2 separate regions of the Triticum aestivum genome follow, and region 2 is linked to region 1. The links are chromatin contacts, called in public Hi-C maps. All regions are on one chromosome and are shown on one strand. The core of a region is the stretch at or near the end of the contact, and the rest is flanking DNA. Distances in the headings are between cores, read along the strand shown.

What was found. A called contact is a pair of places that touch in the nucleus more often than the background predicts.
Region 2: a contact with region 1 is called in a Hi-C map of leaf, with 2.8 times the contacts expected there. The contact joins the promoter of LOC123065733 here to the promoter of LOC123070927 in region 1. A contact is called at or near these places in 3 of 5 Hi-C or Micro-C datasets (all in leaf).

Annotation. Positions count from the first base shown.
Region 1 is chr3B:562,338,151-562,345,133 of IWGSC CS RefSeq v2.1, forward strand. LOC123070927 (copper transporter 3-like) reads left to right here and starts at 3,670. Exons shown (of 1, transcript XM_044494337.1): 1 at 3,670-4,631. The coding sequence starts at 3,713. The coding sequence ends at 4,321. It overlaps LOC123070926 (ABC transporter I family member 10), which reads right to left and starts at 3,536. Exons shown (of 5, transcript XM_044494336.1): 1 at 3,177-3,536; 2 at 2,156-2,242; 3 at 1,854-1,979; 4 at 1,650-1,772; 5 at 601-1,064. The coding sequence starts at 3,473. The coding sequence ends at 855.
Region 2 is chr3B:562,546,804-562,553,246 of IWGSC CS RefSeq v2.1, forward strand. It overlaps LOC123065733 (protein LURP-one-related 5-like), which reads right to left and starts at 1,884. Exons shown (of 1, transcript XM_044488959.1): 1 at 971-1,884. The coding sequence starts at 1,766. The coding sequence ends at 1,104. It overlaps LOC123067598, which reads right to left. Exons shown (of 6, transcript XM_044490330.1): 6 at 6,252-6,443.

The sequences.
Region 1 (6,983 bases), core at 2,420-4,919:
TTACTTGTCGCGAAAATGGATGTATCTAGACGTATTTAGATACATCCATTTTCGCGACAAGTAATTCCGAACGGAGGGAGTAGTTTACAAGCACACAGCGCGGCACCGACGACATGGATGGAAGGGTAATGCTACAACAAAGATGGTTGAATGAAAGATAACGGCTGAAAATGGCCAAAGGGAAGGAGAAAAAACACTAGTTTACTTACGATTTACAATTATAGGTGGTGGGCTATATTCCTGTTCATTAGTTACTACTCCCTCTAATCACTAGTTTAGGGAGTATACATGATTTACAGGCGACGACAGAAGCTGATCAGCACTTTGGCATTGGCGCGCAAATGCAATTCAGGATCCAATTTGCAACGGCTTTCAACTACTTAATGGATATAATAGTGCATGCAAAACTACATGGTTAGCATTAGATTCTTGTTTACTGGTTATTTGATTTCAGTGTAAGCAACATCCTAGACACAGTTAAAAAATATCCTAGGCACGATTCCCGCGCCCAAGATATGATTGGTATATGAAAGAATGGTTCCATGCAGCAAATCACTTGCCAAACGGCGACCACAAAGCAAAGGACAGCACAAGAGAATATACCACATTCTTGCATGAAGGCACACTCTAACATTATAAGCAATGAACAAGAACAATGTATGAACTGAAACACGACAGCTCCTAACTTCGCCAAACCAATGTTTCAGCAGCGATACAGGTGAGAGCGACAGAACCCCTAACTTCCCGGTTGCCTACATACAAACAGCCGTAGAGAAGAAACTGTTTTCAGTACCCTGATGTGGTGATGTACACGAGCGCAGATAATTCTGCCCGCAGCTTGGGACTCCCGAGGATCAGAGCTCAAAATGACCGAAGTAGCGTGCTTGCTTCCTCTTTATAAACCTGGATATACTGGAGACGTCGCCTTGAATAATCGTCCGGCCATCTTCCATGTAGATAGCACCATCTGCGTATCTGAGTTCTTCCAGCCGATGGGTCACCCACAGTGCCGCAACCTCCCCACTAGCAGTCACAGAGTTCCTCACCGCCTTGACCACGCCCATCTGCACTTCCATGAAACCAAGATCACCAAGATTACAATGCCCATAACAATCAAGTATAACTACAAGGTAAGAGTAGGCCTGCTAACTACCAGTCAATTAAAAAGGATGATAACTACATGTCAGAAACAGGAAAACATACAAATTTATGATAGCAGTTTTTTCAACAACCAACAGAGGATTTTACATATACCCCCTCCATCAGAAAATGCAATAGAAGCATCAGAAAATTATATGTAATATAGTCCAAAATATTCATGTGTCTATGAGAACCAAGGCTACACCAATTTTAATGAACTACAGACTGTTGGGAGTTTTAGCACAATTGCCAAACTACAACTCCAGTTCGAATTGGAAGGCTTACTGAAGATTGCTCTCCTTGGCACAATAGCAAAGGTACCTCGTGATCAAATACCTTAGTACATACTCCCTCTGTCCGGAAATACTTGTCATCAAAATGGATAAAAGGAGATGTATCTAGACGTATTTTAGTTCTAGATACGTCCCTTTTTATCCATTTCGATGACAAGTATTTTCGGACGGAGGGAGTACATCTTATTAGAAACTAAACATGAATAATCTTAATACCTGATCATATTCGTCCAAGAATGTGGTCAGCTCATCCAGCAGTAGTACTTTGGATGCTTCAGCTAAAGCACCAGCAATGGCAACTCTCTGTTTCTGCCCACCACTCAGAGTTTGGATTGGCCTCTGTTTTGTATGAAGGATGTTTGTGAACCTTGTGCAGACAATAGTAGATTATAATCCAAAATGTGCATGTTAGCTGCCTACTTGAGAGTAGCTCAACATTCCAACTGCATCCAGAGATTGTGACACTCTTGACCTAACCTCATCCAATGAAAGATTGAGCTTACCAGGACCAAATGCAACATCGGATTCCACAGTGGGCATCACAACCTGCATCCAAATGACAGAATTCAATATGCAGCAGAACTTCGTTTAATTTGGGACGCTTGCATTGCTAACAAAGCTCCCAAGCATCAACAATACAAACATCCTATGGATTCAATGCCACTTGATAATGCGTTCTAGCATAATTGCAGGTAAAAACTCATCAAAGAACTAGTGATAACCTGGTGATCAGGATTTTGGAAGACATAGCTGAATGGCCTATTAATATGCACTGTACCAGCAGAGGGATTTTGAAAACCTGCCAAAACCTAAAAAAGAACAAGAAGTTAGCATCCCGTTGAGGTACTACTAGTAAGAAAATCTATCAAAGTTATGCAGTCCAAGTAAGCAAAGAGAAATTGATTCAGAACCATATTTTGTATCAGTCTGCTTTATGAAATACTCCCTCCGTCCCAAAATAAGTGTCTTAACTTTAGTACTTATTTTGGGACAGAGGGAGTATATTGTAACAATACCAGAATAGATTATGCAACTTCTCTTGAATACTTCCTTCCTACCTCTATTATCATTTTTATTCAGGTTGAAGTTGAACATATATCCTTGGAAATGCGCAATTACCATGTCGATCTGGTGTTCAATGCACCAATAGTCGAATGTGCTTGATACAACACACATAATATGTAATGCGTAATTGCTCATTTACATGTAAAGATTCTGGTATTTGCGCTACATGATATATTTACTATAAACTATCAAATTAACTTCCTATTGGTTCCTGAATGGAGGCTGACATTTTTTTCAAGCAAGATTGTCCTCGCAGAAACCATAAACTCAGAAAATTCTGAGCCATTCCTAGGTCGCACAGACCCTTATCTTGGTGCTCAAAGGAAAAGCCGGGACAATCCAAAGATTCAATGAATACCATTCAGCATTTTGATTTCTGATAAAGTATGCATGCTATGTCTAATCCTCCAAAAATATCTTCTATGAGAACTGAATAAAACACGACCAGACTCTGCTTGTGGTATCGTATTCACTCCATGAGTTGGTTCTACACACTAAAGAAGAAAATTCACTTTAAAAACATAGCAGCTACTTAAGTAACTTAACCATGGGTCTTGGAATTGACCATTTGCATAGGGTATTTCGGTCAATGGCCTGATGAGCACAGCTACCGCCGGTCTATCGATAAAAATGCGCATGGAAACGAGCGCCAGAGTAGTAGTTCAGAAAAAGATAGACCTTGAGGAGGGTGGACTTGCCGCAGCCGTTGGGGCCGAGGAGCATCCAGAGCTGCCCCGGCGGGACGCACAGCGAGCAGTCCTTGAGCACCGGCAGCACCAGCCCCCGCCTCGTCGTCACCGAAAATCCCACCCCGCGGCCCTCGATGGCCGGCGGGGGCGGCGTAGGGGAGGCCGAGGCGACCACGCGGCGGCGGGTGGAAGGGGGAGCGGTCGGGGTAGCTCGCCCGGCGGCGTAGCTGGGCGGGTGAGGGTAGCAGCAGAAGGGGGTGGCGCCGCCGGTGAGGCTTTGCGCCATCGTCGGCGAGGACGATAAGGGATGATGGGCCTGGGCCGGTACACTGGGCGGCTAGAAGAGGAAACACCAACCCCTTCAAGCTTAAACCTAATCGGCCCACGATCTGAAAGCCTGTCCACAGAGGAGGGAAAAATGGATCCGCCATCCCTCACAAAGATCCCGTGGGCCGTGGGTGGTTACGATCTGACTGACAGCTGCGGCTGACGACTGTGTACTTCCTTTCGCTGCCGGTGTCGTACATGCGTACTGCACAGGCGCCGCGCCGCGCCGGCCCGCCCGCACATATACACCCACGCGGGCGCGGACGCAGATGCAACGAACGCACAGAACGCCACCAGATCATCATCGGCGGCCAGCGCGCGATGGACAAGGGAATGGGAGGGCACGGCATGGGCATGGGCGGCGCCGCGCCGGCGCCAGCGGCAGCGCACGGGGGCATGCGGATGCACTACATGCACATGACCTTCTACTGGGGCAAGAACTCGGAGATCCTCTTCCACGGGTGGCCCGGCTCCAGCGGCGGCATGTACGCGCTCGCGCTCCTCGTCGTCTTTGCGCTCGCCGTGCTCGTGGAGTTCCTCTCCACCTGCCGCTGGCTCGAGAGCCACATCTCCTCCCGCGACCGGCCGGCGGCGGCGGGGGCGGCGCGCGCCGCCGTGCACGCGCTGCGCGTCGGGATGGCCTACGTCCTCATGCTCGCGCTCATGTCGTTCAACGTCGGCGTGCTCCTCGTGGCAGTCGCCGGCCACGCGGTGGGGTTCCTGCTCTTCAGGGCCGGCCTGTTCGGCGGACAGGCGCAGGTGGAGGACGGGGCCAAGGACTACCTGGCGCCGGCGGCGTGCTGCTAGGTCTTCTTGTCCGCATCATGCATGGGTTTGGAAAGTTTGGTGGTGTGATCCTGTTAATCTGGGTGATTGCGATCTCACTATTCACAACCGTTCTCGTTTGGTTGCATCTTGCCTATCGACCGGGATTAACATTTTTGTTATTTGATTTGATTGAGATGCTGGATTTAGTTGTTGGTGTCGTACTGTGATGGCCAACGTGTATGTTGCCGCTATGTTATCTCATTAATGGCCTTGGTAAATGCTTTGGCTACTGGCCATCATCTATAGTCACTCACAAATATAGGGTTGGCTATTATATTTATATTTCTTCTATCTCCTCTCTCTTTACGTTTATAATACAAGCAAATATGTTATAGGGGGTTGCAATGAAAGAAACAAACTCTCGCACCCCTAATAAGCTTGCCACTTTTCCTCTTTGTATCATTGTTGATGGTGGTCACTTGTCCTCCTATTTAAGACAGGGGTGATAGGTCTCAAGGCGATGAGTTTGGTCATCACATTCTAGCATGCATTAATTAATACTTCCTCCATTCCAATGAATAACACACATGCTCACCAAAATCCAACTGTGATTATAAATTAGTTTTAAAATATTTTCGTGACTTAAAGTATATCATTGGAAACTTCTTTTCAATGTGAATCAACAATATAATTTTTATCATGCATAATTCATATTTGGTTGGTCTAATTTATGGTTGAAGTCTAGGATGTGTGCACGCCTTATTCATCAAAAATAAAGGGAGTAATATAAACATTGCTAAGCAAAACTATAACATCGTATTCGAAAGCAACAATATACACAACTTTTTCTTTCCCCTCTCACAAGGCGACTAGGGAAAGTCTTCTTCCCTTCGATCTCCGCCGACGAGTCTATGGATTCGCCTCCCCTATGCTTGTCGCTCCGACAGCTGGTGGTGGCGAGGGTATTCCTGATGCCTCGGCTTAGATATGTAGGGTTTTATTCCTTGCAAGGGCGATGCTCGGACGGATGGCGGCGCTTCTTCTTCGAGTCAGTCTTCCGGGCTCTGATCCTTCTCAAGTTTGTTCGTCGGAACGGATTAGATGGAGCTCCCGCGTAGATTCCTGCCATCTTCTTGAAACAACGTAGGGTTTCTCATCGTGTGTATGCAATAGTGCGATTTGGTGTCAGGTTCTCCATATTGATTTAAAGATTCAATGCCGACGATTGCGGCTCCCGAACGCAGGTCCTTAGGGGCACATGCATGAAGACGTCCCGGTTGTCATCGACAAGGTCAGGCCGGCTCCGGTATGAGGGCGGCGATAGCGACGCGTCGACGGCTCGATCTGGCGGCGACAATGGTCGTTCGATTGTCTATGGACCTTGATGTAATTTTTATTATGTTTGAGTTGCTTTGCACTTTCGGTGATTCTTTATAATAGATATGATATTTTGCCAAAAAAAAAGATTCAAATGAAACAAAAAGTAGTCTCAAAGTGATAAGTTAGGTCAGTTGTCAAGCTCCTCCGTCGTGCATTGCCAATCAATTCAAGGCCAATATGTCCATGCACGCCACACGCTGCGTCCTCAAATCATAATCCAAACACATGCACATGTAGGTTAACTATCCTTCTTGTGCTCATTTTTAATTTAAAAATCCTTTCGTTACGTGTGCCCACAACAACATAATTTATTATTTTCTTTCCTGTGTGCTGAGGATACGGAGTTACTTTTCTTAATTTCTTATTTCATTCCTAACCCGCAATCTCATTTAATCTATGAGATCTTTTCTTCATCCAGTTTAATTATTTGTATTTTTGTTTATTGATTCTCCCGCGACCTTTTCTGTGCTGTAAAGAGACGAGGTGGGATTATCTTTTTTTTTTTGAGGGAACGGGAGAGCTTTATTGCATATTTTTCAGCACAGAAAAGGTCGCGGGATTTTTTTTGGCCAAAAAAAGGCCGCGGGCGACACACGGACTGAGCCCAAGCGAAAGCCCGTTTCTATGATTTGGTCGCCAGACTTTTCTGGGCCAAGCTTGGAGCGCGGGTGAGTAGCTGGATGTGGCCCTTCTCTCCAAAAATTGCTGGATGTGGCCCAGGCGTCCAACATGTGTGGTTGTGATGGACCCACGCACAAAAAACTTAGTACCACCTCGGATAGAAAAAAACTGAAAACATATAATATGGGTGAATGGACCAAGAAATCAGAGAAGCACACATCCCTTTATTAATAGGTATAAATTTGTCTAGAAGTCTGCGTATAGCTAGATTCTTGCATGAGAGCTCACTCTTTTTATATTTTCATCTACCCATCCTTTATATAGTCAAAAGTATCATGTAAGCGGGCTATAAAAAATCCCCTCCACGATTAGTTTCAAAAACTTTTTGACAAGCACTCGTTGTGATTGGTCATCCTCCTCTCTTTGAAGCAGGGCCTACCACAGGAATGTTTTTTCTTGCTCTTATTTCCATGAGTTTATGTCCATATTTGACTTGATTTTACAATGTTCTCCGATTCTACTTTTTCCGAATAAAAATTGCTCACTTGTATGAATGTTCATGAGTGATAATATATTAATATTACTACATAATTGCCTTGTGTTGCAACGTGGTTGTACACATTTTGTACACAATCACATGACTTACATGTTATTTTATTATTAATGTGATTACATATCAAAATTGACCTTTTGTACCAGT
Region 2 (6,443 bases), core at 634-3,133, 210 kb after region 1:
GCTTCTGCGTGCACTGTGCACACACACAGCACATACAGCGCGCTCGCGGATTCATTTCGCTGTCCTTGATTTATTGCTGGATTATCTTTATTATCATTATCGAGTATAGTTTTTATGTCTGGATTATGTACGTGATGTGCCTATCGTTGGTATTTCTACGTCCCCACGTGTATCATGCCGCTTCCGCGTGCACTATGCACGCACACAGCACAGCACATACAGCGCGCTGTCAAGCATCTTTGCTTTGTGGGAAGCTAGGGGCCAATCAACCAGTTAGACCTCCCTTTGCGATCTCTGCGCCACAGAGAGTATCTCCATTATTTGGATACTCCCAATTTTCTTGGGCAACTTGCACGTACTCTTTCACATCACTAACTACTCCTCGGCTAGTACTACTAGTATACTGCCACACAAAGTTTCCACGTTGTTGACTGAAAATGAAAAGGATATCTTGTGTTTTGAGTAAAGCAGCTGAGGTAGATTACCTGTGCATATTACAAAGGAAATTGAACGAAGTTAATCCAGATTGTTGGAAAATGAAGAGAGCAGCGGCTAGCAATCGGAACCAGAATGCAGAATTTGATACTCCCTCCGTTCCTAAATATTTGTCTTTCTAGACATTTCAAATGACTACCACATACAGACGTATGTAGACATATTTTAGAGTGTAGATTCACTCATTTTGCTCCGTATGTAGTCACTTGTTAAAATATCTAGAAAGACAAATATTTAGGAACGGAGGGAGTAAAACAGTAGCTGTGAGATCCAACACAATTTCTCCAAGTGATGCTGATCTTATTCTTAGCACGAATTTTCTGCTAAACCGGTGGTTGCTAGATACTCCCTCCGTCCGAAAATACTTGTCATTGAAATGGATGTATTTAGATGTATTTTAGTTCTAGATACATCCATTTTCATCAATTTTGATGACAAGTATTTTCGGACGGAGGGAGTAAAAAAAAGAACAGGCTTCAGCAACAAATCCAGCATGTATTGTATATTGCCGATCGAGGGCAGGGACACGAGCACAGAGGAAGAGAAGTCGGGAGAAAATAAGATCGCCAACTCTCTACGGCTAAACCAAGAACAAACGACTTCTCCGATCACCAAATCTTGGCGTGGACGGCAACATCCTGTCCGGCGTCGCCGCCGTCGGCCTCGTCCCCGGCGATCTGGTCGAGCACGAGGACGATCCCCATGGCGAAGGCCGCATCGAAGCCGGCGCCCACCCGCAGCACGAACACGTCCCTGCCCATCACCACCCGTGCCGCCTCGTCCACCTTCCTCCTGATCTCGGCCACCACCGTCTCCTCCCCGTCCTCGCCCTTGGCCACCACGCGGCAGCAGCGCCGTCCGAAGGAGCCCTCGATGCGGAGCTCGGCGGCAGCGGCGGAGGCGGGGGAAGGGAGGAGCTCGACGACGGCGCCGCGCCCGGCGCCGCCGAGAATGGAGGACCTACGGGCGGAGAAGAGGGACTTCTGGCCGTCGGCGCGGGCGCCGAGGAAGCCCTCCCAGCGCTGGTGCAGGGACGGGCGGCGGCGGCGCACGGTGAGGAGGGGCTCGCCGGCGGGGCCGAGGAGAGCCAGCTCGCCCGGGGACGCAGCGCCCCCTCCGTGGCCGCGGCCGTAGGTGTCGGCGCGGAAGGCGAGGCCGCCGGTGCGGTTGTCGTAGGCCGCGAAGCCGTCGCCGGGGGAGAAGTGGGAGGTCTTGCGCACCGTGAGCAGCCGCTCCTTGAGGTCGCAGTACTCCTCGCCCACGACCGCCATTGCTGCTGCTGCCTCTCCCTCCGCGCTGTCGGGTTGTGTGCTGCCTGTGCTCGAAGGGCGCGCGCTCTCGTTGCTTGCTTGCTTTGGTAAGTTTCGGGAGCTCGAGGCTCCGAGGTCCACGATATATAGAAGGAGACCACACGCTCCGCGTTGGCGTTCAGTTCAGTAGGGATGAAGTGAGAACGGTCGGTGTAGATTCGAAGGTGGTGGGGATCAGAGTGTTGATGTCGCAACGCCTTCGTCCTTTCGGAGGTGCATGCACTCGGTCCACTGGACGGGTCTTGTGAACAACTTTAAAAGGTGGATAAAGGAGTAAAAGTATATTGCAACGGATTTGTTAATTTCGTGCTGACAGAAATTGAATTCACCGAGAATTGTTTTTTTTAGGCGCGCGCTCTCTCTCTCTCTCTCGCTCGCTCTCTCTCTCGTCTTCTTTGATGCCAGTGAGCAGTGGCGGAGCCACCTCCCGGCTACCCGGGGCAGCTGCCCGGGGTCAGCCATGCATTCTCGTTGAAACAATAATAGTAAATGGAGAGCTAACCGCCATTTTGTAGGGGCAAACAACTGACAAGTAGTAGTGCCGTGTACTTTGCCCCGACTCACTGACCGAGCTGGCTCCGCCACTGCCGGCAAGTGTGAGTTAGATCCCGCCATGATGTCGGGTGGGATCCCAAGTTGTTGAGCACATGGCGGCGCTGAGGCGTGGAGAGACGTAATTTGAGTCGGAGCCAACAAATGACACAGGCCTAGTATTGTTGGTGGGGTCGGGGCAGTTTTAAACTTGATATGGGTCAGGGTTTAGATTAGGGTTTGGGTCAAAGGAGTTATCGGTGATTTGGGGGTGGTTTAGTAAAATGTTTCAACAAGCGGTGGTGGCCACCAAACTAGATGGCATGGAGCCGATGAAGCGGAGGAATAAGGGTGAGTATGACTTAAACAAAATCTCATGAGACTAATTTGATGTTCTACATATTCCAATATATTAGCATATTGCAGTGGATTTGTTAATTTGTGTTGACTAAATTGAATTCACCAACAATCGGATTTTTCTGTTGTTGGAAATAGTCTCCTCTTCTCTCACTCATCTTCTTTGATACCGGTGAGTACGAGTTGTAGCCCACCACGACACCGGTCAGGCTCCAACTTGTAATCACTTGTAGCCGTTGAGGACTTGGAAGCAATCTCCTTTTCTCCCTCTCACCTTCCTTGATATTGGTGAGCACGACTTGGAGCCCGCCACGACACCGGGCAAGAGACTGAGCCATTGAGAGCATGGCGGTGTCAAAGCGAGACGGGATTTAAATTGAGCCGGTGGCAGCCGTGACATGGTGTCACAAACACAAATGTTGTTGGTAGAGTTACGGCGGAATCAAAAGTGATATGAGTTAAAGTTCAGATTAGGGTCGAAGATGTCATCGGCAGCTAGAGGATGGTTTAAGGGGATATTTGAGCAGGTGGTGATGGCCACCAAACTTGATGGTGTGGATCTCATGAAATTGATGAACAAAGACAAACTGGGGGAATCATATCAGTCAATTTCATATTCTAGATGTTAATGTATTTTTTATAACTTGGTCAACTAAAAAAGGTATAACTTAGAACAAGACATTGACTTAGAATGGAGGGGGTAGTGGCGTAGCCACTCACGGCGATTTGTATTGCTTCTTGGCACTTCTCATATGAAATGAGATACGCCTTATAGGGTGTATTCTAGAAAATTGTTCAACACACGATAGTAATCAAATGGCATAACTACAAGAAATATTAGATTGTATCTCACGAAGCATTTTCCCCCTGTCTCCCTCCCCCGAATCCTAGGAACTAGGGCAGCGGCGATGATCCAGCTCCTCCCCTGCGAGATCACAGGCCTCTCACTCCCTCTGTTTGCCACTTCGATGAGGGGAGGCCGGGACCCTAATTGTTTCAGACCGGTGGTGGTAGGGTAAGGTTTTTAGATTAGGTTTTAGTCCCTAGTCGGCGGTGGTTCCGTAGGACGGCGTCACGTCGGCATGGAATAAGTCCTCTCCAAGCCTAGCCCTAGCCGTGATGGCGCTCCTTGGCATGTTTGAAGGCGTAGGTGGATGGTGTGTCATAAGATTTGGTTTTCCGGGTTGGGTTTTTCTTCCGCAGGTTCGCCTTGGTGGCGCTGTCCTACAAGTGGCGGTGCAAACACTGAACCCGGACGAACGTACGAGCACGACAGTAGCACGATCGAGGTGCATTCCCAGCTAGCCGGCGCAGCCACGTCCACAGCCCTAGCGAACCAATAATTCCCATTCCCATGCCGTCGAGGGCGCGAGGCCGACGACCTGGCGCAACGCACGGCGACCACGGTGCCCGGCCGGCGTATGGCGCGGACTGCGCGTGAGAATTAATTGCGCCGCCGGATTGTTTCCTCGGATCGCAGCAAACGCGCGTACGGACAGGTGCGGCATGGGACGATGGAGTACGCTACGTGAAGGTGATGACGCGTACATCTTGGGCGCCTCGTACGTGCACATGGGGGTGGACCTAACAGAAGCGCCGACCGATCAAGTTGACGCTGCCGGGTTCGACGCACGGCGTACCATACCATACATACGCCGAACTCGGGAAAATTGGAGTCTCGGCACGGCGGCGACTGATCCTGCCGTCCTGCGTCGATGGATCGAGCACGGCGTACGTCCTCGATCAAGGATAAGCTGACGTCACTGGTCTTTCAGGCTTATGCTACAGCTCAGCCATATCCCGTTTTGTCCACGGCAAGCAAGCACGCGCACCAAGCGCGGTAATCACGTACTCCGGAGCACGACGCGGTAAAGCCTGGCCGGGCGAATGTTTGCTAGGAGTGGATGACATTTGCGAAATGCTCAGATGGCAGTCTTACATAGGTAGAGGTTGACAGTTTCTTTAGGACAGCATTACAGTTTCTGAAAAGAGAAAAAAAAATAAGCAAAAGGAGTAGAAAATGCCACTGCTTGATATCGCGTGGTAACTAAAACTGCCAGCAAACAATGTTTTTTTCTCATGAGGGGCGATCGTTTTTTCATCCTCTTTCTAGAGAACGTCAGCTAGATAGCATTACCGTGATGATATTGCTCAAACGTCAAACAGTAACAGAGCGGGCGCGTCGGTTAACCAAACTTGAAGCGAAACTTAATTATTCTTTACACGCGGACACCATACCGGACCACCCGCTCACTGATCCGACCCGGCTGTAAAATATCGTCCGTGTCAAGATCTTCTTCCCCGGACACCTGCACTGCGTCATCATCACCCAGCCTTTCGCATCACGTCATGTGCGTGCGTCGTGTCATGATGAACAAGGCATGGGTATTCTAGAAAAAAAATTAATAAGGCATGGAAAATATGGAAATATCGGCGCGGGGCCAAACTTTTCGGGATCATGCCCCCCCCCCCCCCCCCCCCCCCCCCCGCGGAGTTTATCTCGATTAGGCAGGTTAGATCCGGGGTGACGTCACCCATTACACGCATGCGCGCTTCGCCGCCACGTCGCCGTGGACACGAGGCATGGCGCGCGATCCTTGGGGCCCCGTTATCTTCCTGCTCCGGATAGTTCCACGGCGGCCGCTCGCCGGTCGCCGTGCTATGCTACGCTATGCTCCTCTGGTGCCGTGCGTGACCCGGGGAGCAGCCGTATCTAGCTAGGGCCTAGGGCTGATCTGGCGCCCTAGTAGTTTAGTGAGCAACCACTCCACGTGTTTCGACTTTTTCTGTGGACGGACGGCCTCCATTGCCAGGCTGCTGCTCATGGTCAATTAGTTGGTCATGGTTCTGGCACCGAGGTCAAGCCGGTGGCGTCCCACGCTAAGAACGGAATGCCACTGATTCCCTAATACATATCATTACGGGAGAAAGTGACCGGAGCAGCCGATACACTGTGCGTGCTTGTAGAGTTGTAGTAGAGCTGGCTTGTTTCCCAGCCATGACGATTGTGTGTTTGCCTTGGCGTGTACTTAAAACAAGCACGCGCATGGCGTGTAGGCGGCAGCAACTTGGCTGACATGGCGGCCGAATGGTTGGCCTGATCCTTTATGCAGCCTGCTGACGTCTCGCTTGGGTGATCTTAGGCGCGAGTCATTACCCAAAATTAACCTGCAACCCTGAGCCTGAAAGCGAAATTAAGCTTTGATCCTGAACCCCGAGAGCTGGGAAATGCTGTTGCCTGCGAGGAGCGAGCCTAACATTAATCACATCCCAGAACCCAGATGGAAATGAGCATATATCTAGGTTGACAGCGTCTCATCTACAATAATACTGTCTCAGACAACCGACCGTTTTTTTTTTCTCCTTTTCTCTGCGGGAAAGACATTCGACAGTTTCGTTGTCTCTGCGGCACAGATGTTTACTAGCGTAGTATACACAGGACTAAAGCTCCATTCAGGCAACAAAACAGGCGCATGATTGTACGACGGTGATGATAGTCTTTCTGGAAGACACGGCATCACAATTCGATGAGCCTACCCATACCCACACAATGCCGGAGAAAGCAAGAAAAATGTTTATCTGAAATGCACGCATCTTTCCACAAAAGGATGCATGATTGCCATGCACAAGTATGACCAACGGCCGTGGAATAATTGAGAACCTAACAACCACCTCAGGATGTGATACGACGGCGGATCACAAAGGCTAACGACATGCAATGAACACCCATCCAACTTAGCCCCCTCCAGT